Regions from separate parts of the Mus musculus genome. Here region 2 is linked to region 1. The links are chromatin contacts, called in public HiChIP or PLAC-seq maps. All regions are on one chromosome and are shown on one strand. The core of a region is the stretch at or near the end of the contact, and the rest is flanking DNA. Distances in the headings are between cores, read along the strand shown.

Evidence for each region. HiChIP or PLAC-seq counts read pairs in DNA pulled down with a chosen protein or histone mark.
Region 2: a contact with region 1 is called in an H3K27ac HiChIP or PLAC-seq map of embryonic stem cells, with 13 read pairs. The contact joins the promoter of Rd3 here to the enhancer-like site in region 1. A contact is called at or near these places in 1 of 39 promoter capture datasets (hippocampal neurons), 1 of 15 datasets of contacts at CTCF or cohesin (embryonic stem cells), 22 of 484 Hi-C or Micro-C datasets (the C2C12 cell line, the G1E-ER4 cell line, Sertoli cells and 11 more), 7 of 115 datasets of contacts at active chromatin or transcription factors (the HPC-7 cell line, embryonic stem cells, hepatocytes and 1 more) and 4 of 9 other capture datasets (adipose tissue, embryonic stem cells, liver and 1 more).

Annotation. Positions count from the first base shown.
Region 1 is chr1:191,929,740-191,934,967 of GRCm38.p6, forward strand. It overlaps Gm39742 (a long non-coding RNA gene), which reads left to right. Exons shown (of 2, transcript XR_865890.1): 2 at 1-496. It also overlaps the pseudogene Gm39743. Among named protein-coding and RNA genes, the nearest start is that of Gm39742, 3.8 kb to the left of the region's middle. Within about 2 kb of position 2,727, at least 5 of the 459 cell types and tissues checked have an H3K27ac peak or open chromatin away from gene starts, as enhancers often do. A contact at or near this core is called in embryonic stem cells, where this site is marked.
Region 2 is chr1:191,975,430-191,981,272 of GRCm38.p6, forward strand. Rd3 (retinal degeneration 3) reads left to right here and starts at 1,941. Exons shown (of 3, transcript NM_023727.4): 1 at 1,941-2,280.

The DNA.
Region 1 (5,228 bases), core at 1,477-3,976:
AAATACTTCTGCGCCTGAGAAACCTTCTGGGGTAACCCTCTCTGTTGAATGGTTAGATTCCACTTTGAATTGCTCTTCCCCCAGAGTCCTGCTTTTCATCCTTCTGCTCTGAGCTTCCTAAGGGCTGTTCTGGTCTGAGGGTGAATAAAAACCGTAGACGTTTTGCTATGGATAGGAACTTGAAGACGGCATCACAGGGATGGCTTATTCGTGGTCCATCCAGTATCTCTGGCCTCAGCCTACATGACTTGGACGGCTTAGATTCTCAGACGGAATCCTCTGGACACATCCTAACTCCCATGCTCGGTGTCTAAGCCAGAGTTGTTCAGATTCTGGCTCTGTTGCTGTTGCTGTTATCTGGCACACACGGTCTCCCTGTGGAATTGAGGCTTCCTTCCAACATGGTAGCCCAAAGGCAGGCAGTTTTTCCTTCTGGGGGTGGAAACCCCAGGCTTCTATGCCAGGCTCCATTGTGATAAACGTGCACTGCTTTTTATATTCTTGTCTGCGTTGCTCTCTGTGAGGGAGATCTGAGTCAGGGCCTGCAACCCCAACCCCACCCCCACTCCCCAGTAGGAGGTGAAAGAGGCAGGGAGGGCTGGAGAGCCAGAGGCTTCGTTCTCTGAAGCAATAGCTACAATGTCCCAAGAGAAGCACCTAGTGTCCCCAGAGCCGACAATTTATGAGTCCAAAACTCAGAACACTGGGAAAGCTTTCTAACCACATCTCCAGTGCCTGGGAAAAGTAAAAACCATCCCCTGCTCCGACCATTGCCCCACACTGTCTGTCTGTCTGTCTGTCTGTGTGCCCTCTGACAGAGAGAGAGAGAGAGAGAGAGAGAGAGAGAGCCTATTGCAATGGCACTTAATACGGGTGGATAGGACATCATTCCACCTCCTGGAGAGGGTGTAGTGGAAGGGTGGATCGGTGAGCCAACAAAGGAAGTCTAGTGCAATCTACATAGAATTTACAGAGCTGGTCTGTCCCTACCCTGACTCTTTTATCTTGTAAATGGTTGAAATAGGTGAATTAGACCCTTTATCTTCCAGTCTTCCCACATACCAGGCTAGCTCTGGATCATTTTGCTTTCTGTGGCCCAGGAAAGTGCCTGTTATGGAAAATGTCCCCTGGGTTCCTAGTGAGGACCATCAAAGGCTGTTGTGAAAGCACAAGGAGTTAAGCACACTGGGTTGGTCACAGGTGGTCCAGAAAGCTAGACACACACACACACAATTTAACACAAAGGTAAGACCCATGGTACCATTTAGATGCTGAAGCCATTCACCAGCATTGACCTGCACCAGTGCTCTCTCTTTGAGAACATTGGTGTAATTTAAAAAGGCATTTGTCGAAATCAGCTTCCTATGAAGTAGAGGAAAGGAAGATTCAGAGATTTAGTGAATCTTTAGAATTACTCCAATGGAATGAAAACTTCAGGACTCTAGTCTATTTCATGGAGACTGTCGATGCAAAGGTATGAGTCTGCATGGAAATGCAGCCTGGGACTGCAAGGAGCAGAAGTTAGGCTGTGCAAAGGGAGGGGGCTTGGCCCTGGTACACAGCAACAGAGGACACATCTGTCCTTCCTTCCTTCCTTCCTTCCTTCCTTCCTTCCTTCCTTCCTTCCTTCCTTCCTTCCCTTCTCTCTCTCTCTCTCTCTCTCTCTCTCTCTCTCTGACATTTGGGAGCGTTGATTGCTGACTCCCAGATATGATGGCTTTTACCACAGACATGTGGATGAATCTACCAAGACACAAGTTCCAGGGCTCCCTGGGTAACAACAATATGGTACAATGCCAAGCTGCACGGAGGCCTCTCTGTAGATGATGTCCACTGCTGCATCCCGCCCTCACTTACAGTTCACCTGACACTGTTTCCTGGTGCTGGGGACCCAGAGGTGACAACATATCATGACATTCCACACCACCAGTGTGTAATGAAGGGGGTGAGGCAAACCTTGCACATCCGGTGTGTATTCTAGAGTTTCCTGTTAAATCCAGGTTTGGTCCCAGGGTGCTTGGCTGTCAGAATCCCGCCCCCATCCTCCCCGCCCCCATCCTCCCCCCCCACACACCCCACACCTCATACACACACACTCTAAAGGGTTTTCACAGGTGAGCCTCACAGGTTTCTAGAATGTTAACTGGTGTCCTTTAAACTAATAAATGTCATTAATTTCCCAGTAAGAATTTAGGATTGCTTCAAGGGTCCTTACTGGTCACATGCCATCCCCTCTGTCTGCCACTCAGAGGCAGGAATATGGCAGCAGTTCTGGAGGCCCAGTCCTACCACCAACGTGGTAGCCCAGGGTGATGGACTCTCTGTGAGGATTCCTTCAGTTCGAGGCCTGGGGATGGGGTGCAGTAGCTGAGCTCCTACACATACCATCTCCAGACAACCCCCAAAGGCAGCAGCATCTCTCTCCTTCCGATGAGAGAATGAAAGTCCTGAGAGTGTGGAGACTTCTCATCTGCAGAGCTCCCTGTGAGAGGAGCTAGGATTTGCAGGAAGCCCATAGCCTCCAGAGCAGTTCCTGTCAGTCTGTCCGTCCATCTGTCTGTCTGTCTGGGGCTATTTAAGTTGCCCATAGTGGCTCAGATCAAAGCAGGTGTTCTTTGATGTTCTTTGAGTGGAAGCTCCTGCAGATGTTTGGAGAAGCATCAGGGAGTAAAAGGGAGGAAACTGGCCGGGGGCAGTAGGTGGGGCACGCTCTAGGCTGGGGGTTGTGAAGGCCGGATGGACAAGCTCTGCTGGGTCTCTTGTGTTTGGGACAGGAGAGCAGTGCATAAGGAGGGGTCCACTCCATCCAAAGTCACAGCAAGGTCCACAGAATTCACAGCTGGCTCTTATTTTTGTTACTGGGAACAGGCAAACGTGCCCATGCAGCTTCCTGGCTTTCTAAGCCCTTCTTTTCCTTGTTCCCAGGTCACTGGGCTAAGAAAACATCGCATATCTACCTAGCCAGCCTCCTAGACATGGCCTCGTAAAGTTCTAGTAAGGAGAGGGGAGGGAAGTAAGTAGCTGGGTCTTTCATTCAGCCAGTGTTTGTTGAAGACTTACTATGTGCTAGATGCTTGGGACAAATATCCCTGACCTTGGGCTGCTTCTAGTGGAGTTGGCAGGCAGTAAAGAATGTCTACTAGACATGAATAAATTAGGTCCTAAAGGGTCTAAGTGAGGTGTGGCCTAGATCGGTGAAAGCTGCAATCTAGACTGGGCAGTTAGGGTAGCCTGGTCCTGTGGGTTCCCAGGAAAGTCATCCAGGCAGAGGCTGAAGATACAGAGACAGAAGCCTGTGTGTCTGAGGAGCAGAAGGAGAGAGCAGGAAGCTAAATCAGAAGGTACAGCTGAGAGTCCCAAGTGATGCTGGGTAAGGGGACAGCAGCTTGGAGCAGAGAGGACTCTTGTATATAGCTGAGGGGACAGCTATATGGTTTCTGGATGGATTGGATTTAGAATATTCCTTTAGAATAAGGAGTCTGTGAACTGAGAAGATGGAGCACCCTTCAGTGGGGACAGAGAAGAGGGGTGAACAGGATTGGGAGGGATTCTCAGTGGAGACGGGGGAGAAGAGTATGATTTGTGTGCTGAGGAGATCCAACCATGTGAGACTTGGGGCTCCCCTGGCAGGATGAAGCAGGATCAGAGTCTGCCAGTCATAGATCTGAGCTGGGAATGTGAAGGGTGGGGGCTGATTCTGTAGAGGGTGAGAGACATCCCAATAGTACAGCTATAGACAGGACAAGGTCAAGGCTGAGCCTGGAACTCCACCCTGTCAGGAAGTCAAGAGAAGGAGGCAAAAGGGAGTTGGTGTTCTGAAAGCCACGGGAGAGATTGCTCTGATGAGACCGGAGGAGTTAACGCAGGATGTTGTGAAAGACCCCACCATCAGGCTTAGCAAGCTAGCTGCAGTAACGCCATTTTGCAAGGCATGAAAAAGTACCAGAGCTGAGTTCTCAAAAGTTACAAGAAAGTTCAGTTAAAGATTAACAGTTAAAGATTAAGGCTGAATAATACTGAGACAGGGGCCAAATATCGGTGGTCAAGCACCTGGGCCCCGGCTCAGGGCCAAGAACAGATGGCTCTCAGACGTCAGTGTTAGCAGAACTAGCTTCACTGATTTAGAAAAATAGAGGTGCACAGTGCTCTGGCCACTCCTTAAACCTGTGTGTCTGCCAATGTTCTGACCAGGTGTGTGCCCATTGTTGAACCTTCATTAGACCCTTTCCTCGTACCCCTCCCATACCCATTTCTTGAAAATAGACATTGTTTAGAACTAAAAAGTCCCACCTCAGTTTCCCCAAATGACCGAGAAATACCCCAAGCCTTATTCGAACTAACCAACCAGCTCGCTTCTCGCTTCTGTAACCGCGCTTTTTGCTCCCCAGCCCCAGCCCTATAAAAAGGGTAAAAACTCCACACTCGGCGCGCCAGTCCTCCGATAGACTGCGTCGCCCGGGTACCCGTGTTCCCAATAAAGCCTCTTGCTGTTTGCATCCGAATCGTGGTCTCGCTGGTCCTTGAGAGGGTCTCCTCAGATTGATTGACTACCCACGTCGGGGGTCTTTCATTTGGAGGTCCCACCGAGATTTGGAGACCCCTGCCCAGGGACCACCGACCCCCCGCCGGGAGGTAAGCTGGCCAGCGGTCGTTTCGTGTCTGTCTCTGTCTTCGTGCGTGTTTGTGCCGGCATCCAATGTTTGCGCCTGCGTCTGTACTAGTTAGCTAACTAGATCTGTATCTGGCGGTTCCGCGGAAGAACTGACGAGTTCGTATTCCCGGCCGCAGCCCCTGGGAGACGTCCCAGCGGCCTCGGGGGCCCGTTTTGTGGCCCATTCTGTATCAGTTAACCTACCCGAGTCGGACTTTTTGGAGCTCCGCCACTGTACGTGGCTTTGTTGGGGGACGAGAGACAGAGACACTTCCCGCCCCCGTCTGAATTTTTGCTTTCGGTTTTACGCCGAAGCCGCGCCGCGCGTCTGATTTGTTTGTTGTTCTTTTGTTCTTCGTTAGTTTTCTTCTGTCTTTAAGTGTTTTCGAGATCATGGGACAGACCGTAACTACCCCTCTGAGTTTAACCTTGCAGCACTGGGGCGCTGTCCAGCGCATTGCATCCAACCAGTCTGTGGATGTCAGGAAGAGGCGCTGGATTACCTTCTGTTCCGCTGAATGGCCAACTTTCAATGTGGGATGGCCTCAGGATGGTACTTTCAATTTAAGTATTATCT
Region 2 (5,843 bases), core at 691-3,190, 45 kb after region 1:
GGGGGCACAGCCTGCTCCCCCTCCCTCAGAGAACAGGGGATATGTCTGTTCTCTCTCTGGAACTGACTGTCATGATTGTGCCCAGAGGTTTGGAGGATTTGCTGAGGCCACAGAGGTGCAGTGGGCATGAGTGGTTTAGAACAGAGGGTATCGTCCTGACTTTGAACTTGCTCGCTGTGCTGTGTGAGGAAGTTCCCAGTCCCGTCTGATGCCGGGACTCCAGCAGGTATGGGGATAAAAGACCCTTGCAGCTCTGTGCTTGCAGATTCTCAGCACTGCAGCCTGGGGACAAGAGAATATGAAGTGTTGAGAGAAGGCGGGGCCCCTAGGTGGACCTCCTCTTCAAGGTATCCCTGGATCTCTGCAGGTGCCTGCCCACCAAGCTGGAAGCCCTGGCCGGTATAGGAGGTGGCCTGCTTTCTCTGCCTTCATCTTCGACCAGGCCCCAGAGTTTACACATAGAGCTCCAGTTAAGGGGGTTCAGAAGGAGCTGGGTGGGCGCACACTCAGTGTTTCTGTGGTGAGAGTTCCTGCTGCTCTCCAGTCTGTGAAAGGTTCCCAGAAAGAACAGTCCCAGCCGTGCTCCTGACCCAAGGTGACACTCAGCTAACCCACGGGAAGGGTGCTATCAGCTGGCCATGGGATGGTTGAATGAGCTTGACACAGGTACTGGCACTATTAGGAAGTATGGCCCTATTGGAGTAGGTGTGTCACTGTAGGTGTGTGCTTTAAGACCCTCATCCTAGCTGCCTGGAAGTCAGCTTCTGCTAGCAGCCTTCAGATGAAGATGTAGAACTCTCAGCTCCTCCTGCACCATGCCTGCCTGGATGCTACCATGTTCTTGTCTTTATGATAATGGACTGAATCTCTGAACCTGTAAGCCAGCCCCAATTAAATGTTGTCCTTATAAGAGTTGCCTTGGTCATGGTGTCTGTTCATAGCAGTACAACCCTAACTAAGACAGTCACTCTTGTCCTGGCACTTGCCTCAGATTTCTTTGGCCTTAGCTGGTCCTGGATGGAGGACACCTGGGAACTGTAGTAGAGGTTTCTAACCCATCCTTTTACCTGTTAGGACTGTCATGATGTGAATTTGCCAAGAGAAGTGTTTGACCATAAGACCCAGTTCCTGACAGGAGACCCTGCAGCCTCTGCCAGGGGCAGGAAGGCAGAAGAACCTGCACACTGAAAACCTCAAATACGCAAGGGGAGGGCAGTCGCAGCTGAGTAGACTGTCCTGTGCTTTCTGCTTCATTGTTAACATAATTGAATGAGATGTGTCCAAAGCCATTCCCTTCCCTGGTGCTGGTCCAGTGTACAGACCCTGGGATCTGACGGTGCAGGCTGTTACAGTTTGCTGCTCCTTCGCAGGACACCATTCTTTTCTCAGTGCCTCCTCACTTCTGTGAGACACAAATGGGATTACTGTTGGCTTGCAATCAGAATAGCCTATGTGTGGTACCATGTCCAGAGAGCAGAAAGTTAGAGACCTAGTGGTGAGTGCGGCAAGGGGCAGGCACAGCAGGAAGCCTGTGTCAGCTCCTGACATCACTTAGACTTTCCAGGACCCACTTTCTTTCTTCTTCCTGGACCTACCTGAGCCATCAGTGCCTGTGCTTGGTGCAAGGGAAGGAAAGACAGAGAGAGTGACAGGTAAGGGAAGTGATAAAGGTAGAGACAAGTTCATGGGCTCCTGGTGCCCTGAATAATGCCCTCCTGGAGGAAAGACTGTATTTCATTCGGGTACCATTCACCAGGCAGCTAGAAACATCGGCCAATAGCAGGTTCACAAAGAGTCTGATGAGGTTAGTAGCATCAAACCAGATGGTACTGAGAGAGTAAGGGTTCAGTTGCCTTCTGGGAACACCACTCTCTCTGTGTCGGGTCAGCCCTCCCTCACCAGCTAATACTGCTTCAGGCCAAGAGGCTTAGGTGGGTCTCCATGACAACCGATGCTGGCCTGCCTCCAGGTTCTGCAGGGAGCTGTGTCTCAGCTCTGGGGACCTACACATACTCCACAAACACCAGCCCAGCTGGGTCCCTCCTCCAGTTGGTGCCTCCAGTACAACTTCTCAAAGAGGAAGAGCAGAAAGCACAGGAGGCAGCCAGCAGTGGAAGAGGCAGAGGGCGGCCGAGGATGGAGCTCACTCTTCAACTCCTGCCAGTTTGCCGCTCAACTTTCTACTTTCCCTAGAAAAGATCAAGGCTCTCTTCTCCTAGAGTGTGAAGCAGAAAGCAGGACCCCTACAGTGATAGTGGCCCTGAAGGAGGTGGACCTAAGGTAAGAGGGGAATCTCCCCAGAAGTGGCAGCTTCCTGCACTTACAGTAGACAGCTAGCCACACTTGGCTCTGAGCTTGGAAGGCCACCTGGGATCCGGAAAGTAAGCTGGACCCAGGACCCAGGCGGCCATGGGAGGCCCCTCAATCCTCACTGGTCAAAGATGAGCAGACTCGGGCCTGATCCTGAGGGTGCACAACCTGGTTTGTAAACTTAGAGGAAGCCACATCTGTTGTCTACTTTGGGCAGAGCAAGCTTCTGAGAGAAACCAGCCTTAACGTTCCCCCTTGTGCTGTGCAGGGGACACAAGCAGGGGGAGAAAGCAGATCTAGAATCAGAGGGGGCTACCTACCTGAGAAATGCAACTTTAGCACCTCTAAGGTGCAGAGTCAAGGCTAGATGTACAGCAGCGACCTGGAACTGAGCTGTGGTCCCCTCCACAATGGCACAGCCTCTGAGGTCCAATAAGACACTAGGGAGGGAACCTGGGTGGTGGGGGAGGGTTCAGTGGAGATGGTTCTCATTATGACATCGGGATGAAGAGGCACTTCTTGGAGATTGTCCACCATAGTCAGACCTAAGTATCTGTACCTCTGCCTCAATATGAAGAAAACTGACTGAGATTCACCCGTTCACCCACCCATTTACCCGCCTCTCCTCTGCTCACCTATCCACCTACCTATCAACAGATCCCTCTATCCATATATGTATCCATTCATCCATCAACTCACCTACTTATCCACTCCCATCCCCTGATCCATCCACCCATCCTCTGATCCAACCACCCACTCACTGATTCACTCACTCACTAATCCAACCACCCACCCACTCCCTGATCCAACCACCCCTTGATCCAACCAACCCCTGATCCACCCATTCACTGAACCACCCACCCACCCACCACTGATCCACCTATCCACTCATATCCCCACTTGCCCAGGCATTCATTCGCCCATCATTACACATGCTGGGATGATGGAGCTGATGGCCTCTGAGATCCATGCCATCTCTGTGGGGAACATGAGGGCCAGGCTACAGGAAGAAGTTGACTCTTAGACACTGGTTTGAGGGATGAGCAGGTCTTTGTCAGGTAGGTAAAAGACCCACAGGTCGGGCAGGTTTACACCTGGCTTGGTGGTGTAGAGATAATTTTTTTAATGCCAAAAAGAAACAAGGAGAACTTGCAGCTTGTGACGTTGACTTTGGCCCTGAGAAAAGCAGAATCAGTCAGAGGGGTGAACAGCTACATGTGCTCTCAGGCCTCTGCCAGGACCCAGGGTCTGGCCTCAGCTGATACAGCCTGCTCCAAGAGGTGACCTCTGCTCTGGGACAGCCTGGGTCAGGTGACCTTAGGCCCTAGGTCCCCAGGAACAGAACCCTTCCTAGCCTGAAGATATTCAGCTGAGCTGTGAGATCCCAGTTATACAAGGGGGGAGCCTCAGCTGCTGCCCTGGCTGTGGGTTCTTCTGGACCAATACCACAGGGTTCTTGGATTAAGGGCAGCATCCTCTTCACTGTGTGGCACTAGTGAGCATCGTGATCCCCTCTAACTGTCTGAAACCAGAGTCCTCTTGCCTTTGGGATTCAGGGAAGGCTTTGAGTGTTTCTAAGGTGAGAAGCCACTGTCCTGAGGGATGTCCAGAAATAGACCAGAGGGGAGGCTCAGAGTGTGCGCAGAGGTGACAGTGTAACGAAGGGAAGAAGGGGGAGGTGGGAGGAGGAGAGCGACGCCCCAGGCGCCTGCAATCAGTTTCTCAGCTCTCTATACAGCCACCAGATCACAGGGCCTGGGATGGCCAGGATCCAGGTTGGAGTCAAGCTTACACCAAGTTGGGGGGTGTGTGCAGTAGAGGCTTTTCTTTCTGTTCTCCAGACCTTTGGGGGTCGGTGAGAATATATTTTCTGAAAAATGTTTCCGGGTAAAGTCACCAAAGTTGACTTAGTGAAAACCAGCTCTGTAGAAATGTAGCTGCTGGAATATCTGTGAAACCAGCTTATGACACATGATAGCTGCGCTTTTCTAGAACTAGGTACGATGACAAGATCTAGTGACATAGCTGATAAACACCATGTTTCATAGTAATGATAAGCATATACTATTTTACAAATAGCAACTTTGAGGAGTTGGGACAATATTAGTGTAAATTCACAGGTATCATGGACACTCCTGGTTGTGTGATGGTCATTCATACCCGGAGGAAATGCTACAGCAAAATACTTTAGATTTATTTTCTGTGTATGAGTGTTTTGTCTGCATATATGTGTGCACCACATGTGTGGCTGGTGCCTGTGGAAATCAGAAGGGGACATCAGACACCCCAGAATTGAGCCACCATGTGGGTGCTGGTCCTCTGCAAGAGCAGCAAGTGCTCTTAGCTGCAGAGCCATCTCTCCAGACCGGAAATGCTACATTTTAAGTTAAAGATGGAAACAAAGGTTATACAAGTTCATCACTTGATTCTCCTAGGACCCCAGGGGTCAGTCCCTGCCGGGGACAGCCACAGATAGACTGGCCTTCTGATGTATAAAGGTTTTGTCCATGCTTATCTGGATTTACAGGAACTTGAAAGAAGTGCCCTCATTACAGTTAAGGAAACGGATATTCCAGTGATCTGGCCGTAGGCTAGATGTATCAGGTACAGCTGTCATTCTCTCTCCAGCCTCAGCATGCCTCATCTGAGACAACTGACCGAAGGGATAGGGGACAGCCAGACCATCAAGCATGTCTGAGGTTAAAGGGAGTGCAAGGCTGGGGTGGTGGTGGTGAGGCTGTGCTCAGTAGCAGAAGAGACCAGGAGAGAGAAGAGGGGAGGAGCTGTCAACCGAAGGCAGGGCATCTTGCCCCATTTCCCAGACATGGGCAAGAGGCATATCCCCAAGGTTCTCACAGACCCACTGTAAAGAACATTGGGGCTCTTTACAGTCTTGGGACCCTCATGCATCACCCTGGATGGCTTTCATTTCTTCTCTTCCCACTCTGTGTCACTCTCGGCAGGACCGGCAGCCTACCCATCCTCTCAGCCACCTGGCTGGCAGAGGTACCACTCATTCCAGACACTATACTAGGTTCTGGGATGGCAGACCAGGCGTTGCATAGGACACAGCTGCTTTTGTGTGTCACAAACATTCTGGGTGGTGTGCGGCATGGTGTGTCAACCCTGTGTGTAGATGAGGAACTGAAGGCTTGGATGGTCAGGATAGGATGTGACAGTGAGGTCTCCATGGAGGTTTCCTGAGTGTCCTCTCAGATGGCCACACGCTGAAGACAGAGGTGCCTTCCATCCAGGAGTGCAGTCTCCCGTGGAAGCCTCACAGTGGCTCTCTCTAGAGACGCTCCACTCAGACTCCAAAGTGTAATCACAAGCATACGCCACCATGCCTATCCTTGAAAGGGCTTCTTGAGGGAGCATCGCAGCTAGAGCAGTGGAAGGCACGGCCCAGGGCCCAGCAATGCTGAGACCTCAGGCTGGCCCAGCGTACTGCCTGTGCCTGAAGGTGGAGAACCCCATGTGCTGACATGCTGGGAAGTTGAAGGAAAGTACAACAAATACCAAAAAACCTCAGA